Regions from separate parts of the Mus musculus genome. Here region 1 is linked to region 2. A link is a contact called in public Hi-C data. All regions are on one chromosome and are shown on one strand. The core of a region is the stretch at or near the end of the contact, and the rest is flanking DNA. Distances in the headings are between cores, read along the strand shown.

The links. Hi-C and Micro-C count contacts between places; a contact is called where the count stands out from the background.
Region 1: a Hi-C map of the N1E-115 cell line shows a contact between it and region 2, with 1.8 times the contacts expected there. The contact joins two enhancer-like sites. A contact is called at or near these places in 14 of 39 promoter capture datasets (the C10 cell line, the HPC-7 cell line, HPC-7-derived erythroid cells and 11 more), 1 of 15 datasets of contacts at CTCF or cohesin (pro-B cells), 17 of 484 Hi-C or Micro-C datasets (B cells, CD8 T cells, the G1E-ER4 cell line and 13 more), 23 of 115 datasets of contacts at active chromatin or transcription factors (CD8 T cells, the HPC-7 cell line, Th17 cells and 14 more) and 1 of 9 other capture datasets (embryonic stem cells).

Annotation. Positions count from the first base shown.
Region 1 is chr12:69,563,489-69,568,633 of GRCm38.p6, reverse strand. No RefSeq gene overlaps it. Among named protein-coding and RNA genes, the nearest start is that of Gm46353, 15 kb to the right of the region's middle. Within about 2 kb of position 1,308, at least 8 of the 459 cell types and tissues checked have an H3K27ac peak or open chromatin away from gene starts, as enhancers often do. A contact at or near this core is called in the N1E-115 cell line, where this site is marked.
Region 2 is chr12:69,417,810-69,423,067 of GRCm38.p6, reverse strand. No RefSeq gene overlaps it. Among named protein-coding and RNA genes, the nearest start is that of Gm40434, 41 kb to the left of the region's middle. Within about 2 kb of position 3,242, at least 66 of the 459 cell types and tissues checked have an H3K27ac peak or open chromatin away from gene starts, as enhancers often do. A contact at or near this core is called in the N1E-115 cell line, where this site is marked.

The DNA.
Region 1 (5,145 bases), core at 59-2,558, 150 kb before region 2:
ACACACAGGGAAGGTCAGGACTGCAGCCCAACCATCACCCAGAGGCACCTGGCTGGTTCTGGCTGCTCTGGGTCACCAGGCTGACCAGATTATCCTCTGGTGCCATTCTCCTTCCCTGGGTATTGGCAGTCTCCAATGAAAGAGCAGCTTCTCTCTGGCATCCATCCTGTGCCACACCCTGATGAGGCAGTGACTGGCGCCTGTAACTACTGTGATATTCCTCTGACTTTATCACACTCATAAACGGTAGGGAGACAGGGGAACCTGTTACTCCAGTGGGGGTCTCTGCACAGGCAGCCACTTTAAAGATTAAAGATTCTAGCCTCACTGGAGCAACTAACTTCATTTTGCTTCTGTCCATCTGGTTTATTCCACAGCTCTGTGACATTTTCAAATCCTGCCTGAGTCTTGAACTTACTTATCTCTGAAAAAATATTTAATTATCTAGCCCAGTGGTTCTCAACCTTCCCAATGCTGTGAACCTTTAGTATAGTTCCTCGTGTTATGGTGACTCAAACCATAAAGTTATTTCACTGCTACTTTTGATACTATTATGAATGGCAATGCAAATACCTGATATGCAGAATATCTGATATGCGGCCCCCAGAGGGGTCATAATCCACAGGTTGAGAACCACTGAAATAGCCCCAGTAATCAGCTCAAAGTTTTTGTTTGCTTGTTTGTTTTGTTTTTAGTACCTATGAATGTGTACCAAGTCCTGGCACAAGACAATACAAAATAAGACAAAACAATACAAAAGGAAGATGTCCCATGGGGTGGGGTGGGGTGTGGAAGGGCCTGGAAGGAAAGTAAGATTTAGCACACAGGCACATGAGCTGGTTCTGAAATAAGATGGCAGCCTCTTCTAGAGAAGAAAGGGGACCCAGAGAGGAGGGGCTGTGGGTGACTGTGCCCAGGAGTGTGAAGGGAAAGGGGCTGAGATTTTCTCTGTTAAATAAATGAGGAAAAGAACCTGGAATTGGCATTAGTAACCCAGAAGTGGTCAAGTGGCCTGACTGGGGTTGTCGAGGAAAGAGATGTGTAACTGGGAAAACTGTCTTCGCGCTGCCTGCCTTCTCACACTTACCCCCACCCCAGACTCCCCAGAAATAAGGTCTGAGGCCTCCATGGTGCCCATGCTTGACTTATTCAGTAAAACAGCATGTTCTTAAAGGGCAGCGACTTGGAGCTCCTTCCCATGTGCAGCAAACAGACACACTTTATTCTGAGTTCGCTGCTAAGTACATTCCCCAGATAATGCTGAGGCTTGTCCTTGTTGTGGCCTTCCGTGCGCCCACCAAGCCTCACGTCGCAACCCTAATCAGCAGAGCGTCTGGATGTGACTAATGAGATGAGATAGGACCTTGCGAGCGTAATTAAGTTGAACAAGGTCATTAAAGTGGACCTTAATCCAGGATGACTAGTGTCCTTATGAAAGATTAGGACAGAGACTCCCAGAGGAGAGACCACAGGAAGCCAGGATCAAGATCCCAACAGATATAGGATCTAGGAGAGGCCCACTTCTTGATTTTCAAGTAGTGTCTTCTTCCTGTTTCCTGACATGGTAGAAAGTAGAGGAAGAAACTCTTTCATGTTTTGGTTTGTTTTTGGGTTTTTTTTTTGGTTTTTTTTTCTAGTCAGGGTTTCTCTGTGTAGCCCTGGCTGTCCTGGAACTCACTTTGTACACCAGGCTGGCCTCGAACTCAGAAATCCGCCTGCCTCTGCCTCCTGAGTGCTGGGATTAAAGGCGTGCGTCACCACCACCCAGCTCTCTTTCATGTTTTGATAATGTCACTATAGCCATTTATAAAAGAGCCCCCTGTGACCTCCTGATCATAAGGCCCCACCTCCCCACCTTGTCTCACAGGATCAGATTCAACACACACAGTTTACAGCAGGCTCCGTATTAGAACTCTTCTTAAGCTCATTGAATATACAGCATGCTATGTTCTAGACAGCACCCCAAATGTCATATCCTAAAGGACATGGGCGTAGGAGATTTGCAGCCCATAGTGCATATGAGGAGGACATGATACAGAAAGTAACTGACTCCCTTGGGGTCCAGCCCATCATTAGGGTGTGCCCATGTTCTGGTCCACCAGTAAATCTGGCTCTGCCATATCGCAGTCGCACATCCAGGCAAATGGCTGCACTTCTTCATCCCCCATTCTCTTTGTGAACTGAGAAGCCACTACAGTTCACCTTGTGGGGCTGCTGAGCAGATGAAATGGGATGTGTACACCTGGTGCAGAGCTTGGCGTGAAGCCCTAACTGTTAGCTAGGAGTGTTCACTTAGGAAACATACTAAGAAAACACACTGCCAGAAATCATACAACGTGTTTATAAAGCTCTTTCAGCTTCTCAGACAAGGAACTTCAGACAGAGTGGCTCAGGCAGCATCCCGAAGCCTGCAAGTGGGGAGGAGACTCAGCCATTTGACCAGTCATTGTCCTTGTCGTATGCAGACCTCCTATTCCAATGTTCTGTTCTATCTCACTCTCTCTCGCGTGCTCTCTTTCTATGTGTGTGTGTGTATGTGTGTGTGTGTATATTTATATATATATACATATATATACATACATATACACACATTTATCATGGAGTAGAAAAATAGAACAGGCCCCTGCGGAGAGCTGATGGCTTGCAGTGTTCGGAATTATCTGCTGCTATAATGAACACACCACCAGAGCTGGGCCTAGTGACATTCCCAGCATTGGGAGGAGGAGGCAGGAAGATCAAGAGTTCAAGGTCATCCTCTGGTACATTTTGAATTAGAGGCTAGCCTGGGCTATAGAAGAGCATATCTTAAAATAACAATAAACAAACAAAACACCCAAAGGAATGTTTAACCCAGTATCGACACACTTTGGACCAACAACATGTTTTTAATCTAGATGTTTCCTTTTAAGAGGTTGCAGCAAAATGCTATGCAAGGACTGGTTCTGCCTCAGAGCTCTGACTACCCTGGCCCTAACCTTGACCTCTGACTGCCCTGACAAGATGAGAAAGCAACCGTAGGGTAAGTCGAGTCTTTGAACCCGATGCTTTCATCCTTTCTTCTTCAGAAGCAAAGATACTGGGAGGGGAATAATTTATTTTGCTTCATTTTAATCTCTTCACTCCTGGTGTCTGGCTGGCTGGCTGGCAAGGCTAAAATGGGTGAACATGGTTGTTCTTCTTTTGTCCTTTCTTTTGATATGGTTGTAATATCATAATTATATATTAATTACAAGCTTCCATGCAACTTAATGAAATATGGGGGAAAAGGTTTATACTCTTCTCTTTAATTATGACACTTGATTAAGGTCAGCTTGAGCACTGCTCCCTACCACCAACTCACACAACCGAGGTAGAACTGCTTGTTTCAGGGGGTAAGGGTTCTTGCTATACCAATGTGAAGGATATTAATGTGAATATGCAGAAACCATTCAAAATGAGGGCAATAGAACATCTGTACCCCAGTGCTCCTGCAGCAAGATGAGACAGGGCCAGTTGGTCTGGCATACACAATGGCAAACAGCAAACGAAATTGTGTGTGTGTGTGTGTGTGCGCGCCCACATGTACACATGACATGCACACATGTGTGAGAAAGACAGACACACACATAAAGATAGTAAATTAGAGAGTCACACACACATACATAAACACACCTAGAGCTAGAGACACATACACATACACACACATACATACATACGGGGGGGGGGGAGATGCACTCCATATTTGTATATGATATAAAACTAAAACCCATGTTCTATGCACAGGGGAATATGAACATCTTCAATCTCAGAAACACAACCTTGGGAATTGCTACATTACTATTTGGTGGCAGTGAGCCTGAAGTGTAGGGGCAAAATTTATCTTCTTAGGTATTAAAACTATGACACAGAAAGCACAAGGCCATCTCATTGTGACATGTTAGACTACTATGATTACTGGGTAAGAGGCTACTGTTCATGTGTAGAACTTTTTGCCTAGTGTCCAACACAAACACCCACGACTACAGAGATCATCGTCTGACCAGAGAGCTGAGTGAAGACTGCGGTCACACTAATCACCTTTCATCCCTATGGCTCTCTATGATATTGCTATTATATTTCTCTACTTACTTACTTATTGAGTGTGTGCATCATGGGCATGCATGTGCCACAGTGTATGTATAGAAATCAAAAGATAATTTGGGGGAGTTGGTCCTCTCCTTCCACCATGTGGGGGCCAGGAGTTGAATTCCAGTTGTCAAGTGTCTTTATCCATCCCTCTATCCTCATGGCTCTTTCGATGGCTGTAAGGCTTTCATTTAAGACTTTAGTCCTTTTGATTTGATTCTGAAAGGCACAGGACACATGGATAACATTTGCTCCATTGAGAATGAGGTCCAAGATCACCTATCTTCAAAGTCACAGGGCCCAGAGGGAGAGATTGTCAGTCTCCACAGAAATATCAGTCCAGCACCTCTGACAGGTCCCTGAGACCCACAACAAGGCTCAAGGTGAGTGAAGGAGATCCAAGGACCCAAAGAAAGTCAGAGCTAGTCTTGCTAACTGGCCTGTCTCCTAGAAAAACAGTCAGCGCACAGTGACATCTGAGAACCCGGAGGCGGCTCTGATGGCAGTGTGCTTGCTGACGAAGCATGCGAACCCAAGTCAAACCTCAGAACCCAAGTTTAAGAAATGAAAACTGAGGACTGAGCATGGGCTTGGAATCCCAGCTTGGGGGTGGGGGTGGGACTGGGGGTGGAGACAAGATGAGTCCCTGGATTTGCTGGCCCGGGAGTCCAGCTAAGGTGCACGTGCAAGGTTCAGTGAGAGACCCTGTCTCAGAGATACAAGATGGAGAGCAACTGGGGAAGAATCCTGACATTGACCTCTGACCTCTACACTCACACGCACACACATACATACACAGCGTGTACCTTTTGGATATGAATTTGAGCCATGTAACTGTACAGACTTATCCAGAACCCTTAAAGCCAGATTTAAAAGGGACAAACATGAACTCTTTCACAATTTACAGATGACTGCCTTCCTCACCAACCAAAAATTATCTCCCAAGCTGTAAGGGATGGATGTGGAGAAGGGCTAGGGGAAGAGGCTGCTGAGACACTCTCCCTCTGACAAGATGCAGGCATCAGAGCTGTGAAGGCTAGC
Region 2 (5,258 bases), core at 1,993-4,492:
TGTTAAACAGAGCAGGAAGTACAGCTGCACGGCTGAGCCTCCTCCAGACCGGAAGCTGCAGTCCACGGTGGTAAGAGCTACTACACGAGTACACCAGCCCTTTCCCGAATCTGATTGACAGTGGCCGAAGGATACAGAATGCGGATTTTGATTGACTCATATTTCTTTCTTTCCGTTTCTCAGCTGCCACACCTACCCCGGCTATAAAAGGCTTTCTAGTCTATTATTACATCAAGAACAGTACAGTTTCTCAGGGGGACCTCCCTACCCTAAGGAGTTTTCCACTTTCCTAAGGAAGAGCTTAACATTCTCGGTGTTCGTTGATTCATCGCGTTTGCTCAGCCATCCATCTTTATGTCAATAGGACTTGCACGGAGCTGGGTAGATTCACCACAGTAAGCCAGGTTGCACACTAGAACCAGGCTTTCAGCTGGTCAGAAGTTCCCGCATTGGGCTCCACTGCCCGACCTTAGACATAAGCTTTTATTTCTTAAGCATGACCACTGGGGTTCAAAAGAAAGCAAGTCAGAGTGTCCAAAGTAGAAATGTAATATATGAGGCATAGAAAAGAGAAGACCATATTTTTTTTTCATTCATTTGTTTGTTTGTTTGTTTATTTATGGGGTGGGTAAATCTATCAGTGTGTACGTGGACATCCTGGGACAGCCCTGAGCATTCTTTCCTTCCCCAAAGTGGGTCACAGTGATTGAGTTTAGCTTTTCAGTCTTAGTGACAAGAGTCTTTACCCACCGAGCCATAGAATCCACCAATGCCTCCTTTTTGTTTCTAGAGACTGCCAAGCTTGGGGGCTTCATCCTGACGTCCTGGCGCTCAAAAGGCCGAGGCAAGAGGGTCCCTGCCATTTCAAAGGCAAATTGGGCTGTGTAGTTCCAGGCCAGCCTGGCCAACAGTGTGAGATGCTGTCTCAACAGAAAAACAAAGGCAACCATTTCCAAGCTAGGGATGGTGGCTGAGTCCAGAGAATACAAGTTTGAGAAAATAAATAAAGCCTGGGTTTCAGGAAAGGCGGGTCAGCGGATAAAGTGCTTGCTGCACTAGCATGAGAGCCTGAGTTCAGATCTTCAGCATCCATGTAAAAGCCAAACATACATGACACATCCGTAACCACTGCTGATGGGGTGGAGACAGGCAGGTCGCTGGAGCTCACAGCTAGCTGGTTTGGCCTGAGAAGCTCCAGTGAGAGAACTGGTCTTTACGGAAACTGGAGCGGGAGTGCGCGCATGCGTACAGAGAATAAGCTCAATCTCACAAGCGCTCGGCCCTAAGTGAGATATCCCTATCACACCCCTCCCCGCAAGGCTCCAGGATCTGCGCAGAAGAGCAGATGCAAAGATTATAAGAGCCGGAGGTGCCGATGACTTCAACGCCATCAGGCAGATGCTTGTAGGAATTTACAGCAATTGTGACAGCACACGCCTGATAAAGATCACAGCATGTAGAAAGAGAGGTAGACGCGAGGTTCCAGGCCTAACAGAGGGGCTGTTGGCACTTGATTGCTACTAGAAAAAAGAAAGTTAGTTGTCCTTAGTGGAATGACAATTGGTATACAGATCACACTCCAAGGGCAGGCTCCATGACTAGGAGTAGTTGACAAACTGGGGTTTTGTTTGTTTGTTTGTTTAACTTTTTAATTTTTAAAAGAAAATGGGTGGGTAGGGAGGTTGAGAAGAACAGTGGGGGAGCTCTGGAGGGGTGGTCAAATGGTCAAAATACATTGCATGAAAGTCTCAAAGAATTAATAAAGACATCATTTATTTCAATTTAAAGATTTATTTATTTTTATTCTATGTGCATTGGGGTGTTTTGCCTGCATGCATGTCTGTGTAAGGGTGTCAGATCCCTGGATCTGGAGCTACAGATATTTGTGAGCTGCTATGTGGGTGCTAGGAATTGAACCCACAACCTCTAGAGGAGCAGCCAGTGCTCTTACCAGCTGAGCCATCTCTCCAGTCCCTATTTTCTCAATTTAAGAACAAGGTGGAGAGTGATAGAGGATGACTCCCAATGTCTGCCTCTGGCAACCACACATGCACACATAAACAAGTGCAGCTGAACACACATGTGCACGTATGCTCTTATAACACACACACACACACACACACACACACACACACACACACACACACTCGAATTCTTTCCTGTTCAGCACATGACACAGCTTCCTGCTGTGTTGAGAAGGGGCAGGGCAGCAAGACTGACTGCCCCCTCTTCTCTGCTTTCTAACTTCCCAATGGCCCCTTCCTTCCAGCTGAAGGACCTTTCCTGTCCCTGGACCACCGTGACCTCTGACAACCCCTTTTCTGCCTTCCTTGCTCTTTCCCATTGAACAGTTCTCCCCCAGATACACGGTCTGAAAAAACCTCCCCTTTACTCACCTTCTGTGACCAGGCTGGCCTCAAACTCACTCACTTCCCTGCAGCGGCAGCCTGGACTTTGGGAGGACTGGGTTCTCTCCCAAATCTCCTGCCTCTTTGACTGCTGCATCTTCTTCCTCTGTCCATCCCGAATGCCATTTAAAACCTATGCCCTCTCTGGATGTCTGCTATCCTTGTGGCTTTGCCTATTGCTTACAAGCTGATAAATCCAAAGATCTGTGTCTACCTTTGAACTCTCTTATGAGGCCATTTTCCAGACCATTTCCAAGTGTATTTTGTCTCCACCTTTGTAGCCTGGAGGCCACTGAATGAACAAGTCTACATCCACACTCGGCCATTGTTTCATTTCTTATCTACCCTCGACCCCTGGAAAATGCCTAGATTTTTAACAACCTAAATGGTATCTTCAAATAATGGAATTGTGTGAAATTTTATTACCAAGAAAGGGCCATAAGTTTTAAGTTACAGTCAATGATTCCAAAGATACAGGGTAGTACAGGGACATCTGTGACACCGTGACTAAAACAAACCAGTAAAAGCCCTGGGAAATGACCTGAGAGATTACTGAATAAAGAGGTTCCAGAGGGATAAAGATGTTAAAATGGGAGTTTAAGTGGTGTGTTAGAGAGAGCTGGTAAAGACCAGACATGCCTAAGAGTTAAGAAGTAATTAACTGGTGTGGCTTGCTTAGATTTAAGTTACTTGGGCTTATTTTTCTAATCGAAAAGATCAAAGGGCACCACTACCTAACTATAGCATTTACTGTTGGCTGAATGGCTTTGCCTGATGGAACTGCCCAACAGGGCAGGAAAGCATTCTTCCAAGAGAGGAACTGTGTGACTCACAGCCTTCCACGCGCTCTCTACAGAAGCTCTCTCTACAGCAGGGTTTTGCCTAGGGCACACACCATGGCAAGCCAGTGCCGGAGGACCAAGGGGAAGTGCTGAAAGAGAAGAGCAATGCTGGGAAGCTGTGTAGCATCAATAAGGCCATGGGTTCAATTCTCAGTCCCCACTTACCACCAAAAAAATAGAAAGGGTCCAGTTAAAAACTTTACTTCACCAGATCTGATGATATGCCTGTAATAAAGGTACTTGGGAGGCTGAGGCAGGAGGACTACAAGTTTGAGGCGTGGCTGAGCCCTGAGCTATCTAGCAAGATGGCTGTTGCTAAACAAATGAACAAACCAACCAACCGTGCAACAATATCAGACCCAAACTCAACCAAAATGTTGGAAACTTCTAGTCTTACCAGCTGACTTCTGGACGGCTCAAACATAACTTTCCACTTGCAAACGATGGATAAGGTTAGCTAGCATTTCTAGGAAATGTCAGATGAAGCAATCTGAAAAAGCCACGGGCTCGCCAGAAGCCCCACAATTTAGAAAAGCAAACAAACCATTTTTCCCTGGAATTTGGGTTCTACTGAATTAATCTTTTTACTAGAGGAGAGCCTGAGAGTAAATATGATGAGTCACTCCCCACACCACGCTTGCCTGTGCAGCACTCGGAACTCAGCCATCCTTGTCAAGCGCTTTAATGCGACTGTAATAAGAAGTAAACAGCCGAGCAAGCGAGCAAGCATCCGTATCCGAAGCCATGTGAGCCCCAGATGCTCAGCTCCATTGTGGGAACTCTCCCAGGAACATCCCCCAAATTTAATTATCCACTTACCTGAAGCCTACCGACCAACGGACCAAGATCTCTGAAGCATTCTACTGCTCCTCACTGGCTCTCTGTACAGAATAATATCCAAACCCCAACCCCACCATCTTGACGCAGAAGTGTTTGAGGGAGATGTTGAGGCAAAGAATGTGCGTGGTTTACTGCAGACAAGCCCATTCTCTAGAAACTGCCGGGAGCGCTGGGAATGTAGCCTAGTTAATAGAGTGCTTAGCTTAGCGTGCGTGGAGCCCTGGGTCAGATCCCTAGCACGGCATCAAAGCGGAACTGGTGGGACACACTGTGATCCAGTTCTAGGGAGGTGGATATAGGAGGACCAGGGGTTTCTGAGTTACGCTTGACTACGAGTTAGTTCGAAGGCAGCCCTGGCTACATGGGATTCTGTCTCAAAAATAAAAGGCTAAAATTGTCCTGAGAGTCGTCTGAACTGAAGCCTACACATGACGCGGTAAAAGAGCAGAAATCCGGTGACACACACAGATCTGTGTTAGCAAGCTAGCTCTTTAGCTAGGTTAACTCCTAACTCATCTTTCCTCACTTACTCTCCCTAGTCAGCGGGACAGAGGCGGCTCCAGCCGCTGTGCTGTGTTACTGTTCCTGTACCCAGCCACTCCACCCTGCTGACCCCGTGTTCAGTAAATTCTACCTCAGCACCAAACGCAGGCGTATAAATGCTCAGAACACCTGTCTGCTAGAAGATGAGCTTTCTAGGAACTGATATAAGCCCACGACAAGGCAATCACTTCAGGGACCCTGTTGGCTCAGGAGGCTGGTGTGAGGCTGGAGCAGAAGGCCTGTTGCCCATGGGGTGTTGGCAGATGGTGTGGGGATATTGGGCAGGTCTGTTCCCTTGTCTGGCAGAATCCCTGACTGTGAGCAGAACTCTTTCTTGGTGGGGATGAGCCAAGTCCTTGTGCCAGCTCAACCCAGGCCACGGTGACTGGGAGGAGACACCTGCGACTCAGGCCACAGCAGAGATCACTCTGAAACTGTCTAGGGGTCCAGCAAGGGCTTTTCCCAGTCACTGAGGTAGTGATGAACGTCTTGCTTAGAACTTGAAGACAGCCTGCATGTGAGATTGGGCAGGGACCTTCCTTCCCTGGCCCTGCCATCTGGGCAAACCCAACCTCGAGCCAAGTTTAGGGTAGATTTTGCTTCTGTCTCCGTTTTGCTTAAGCCA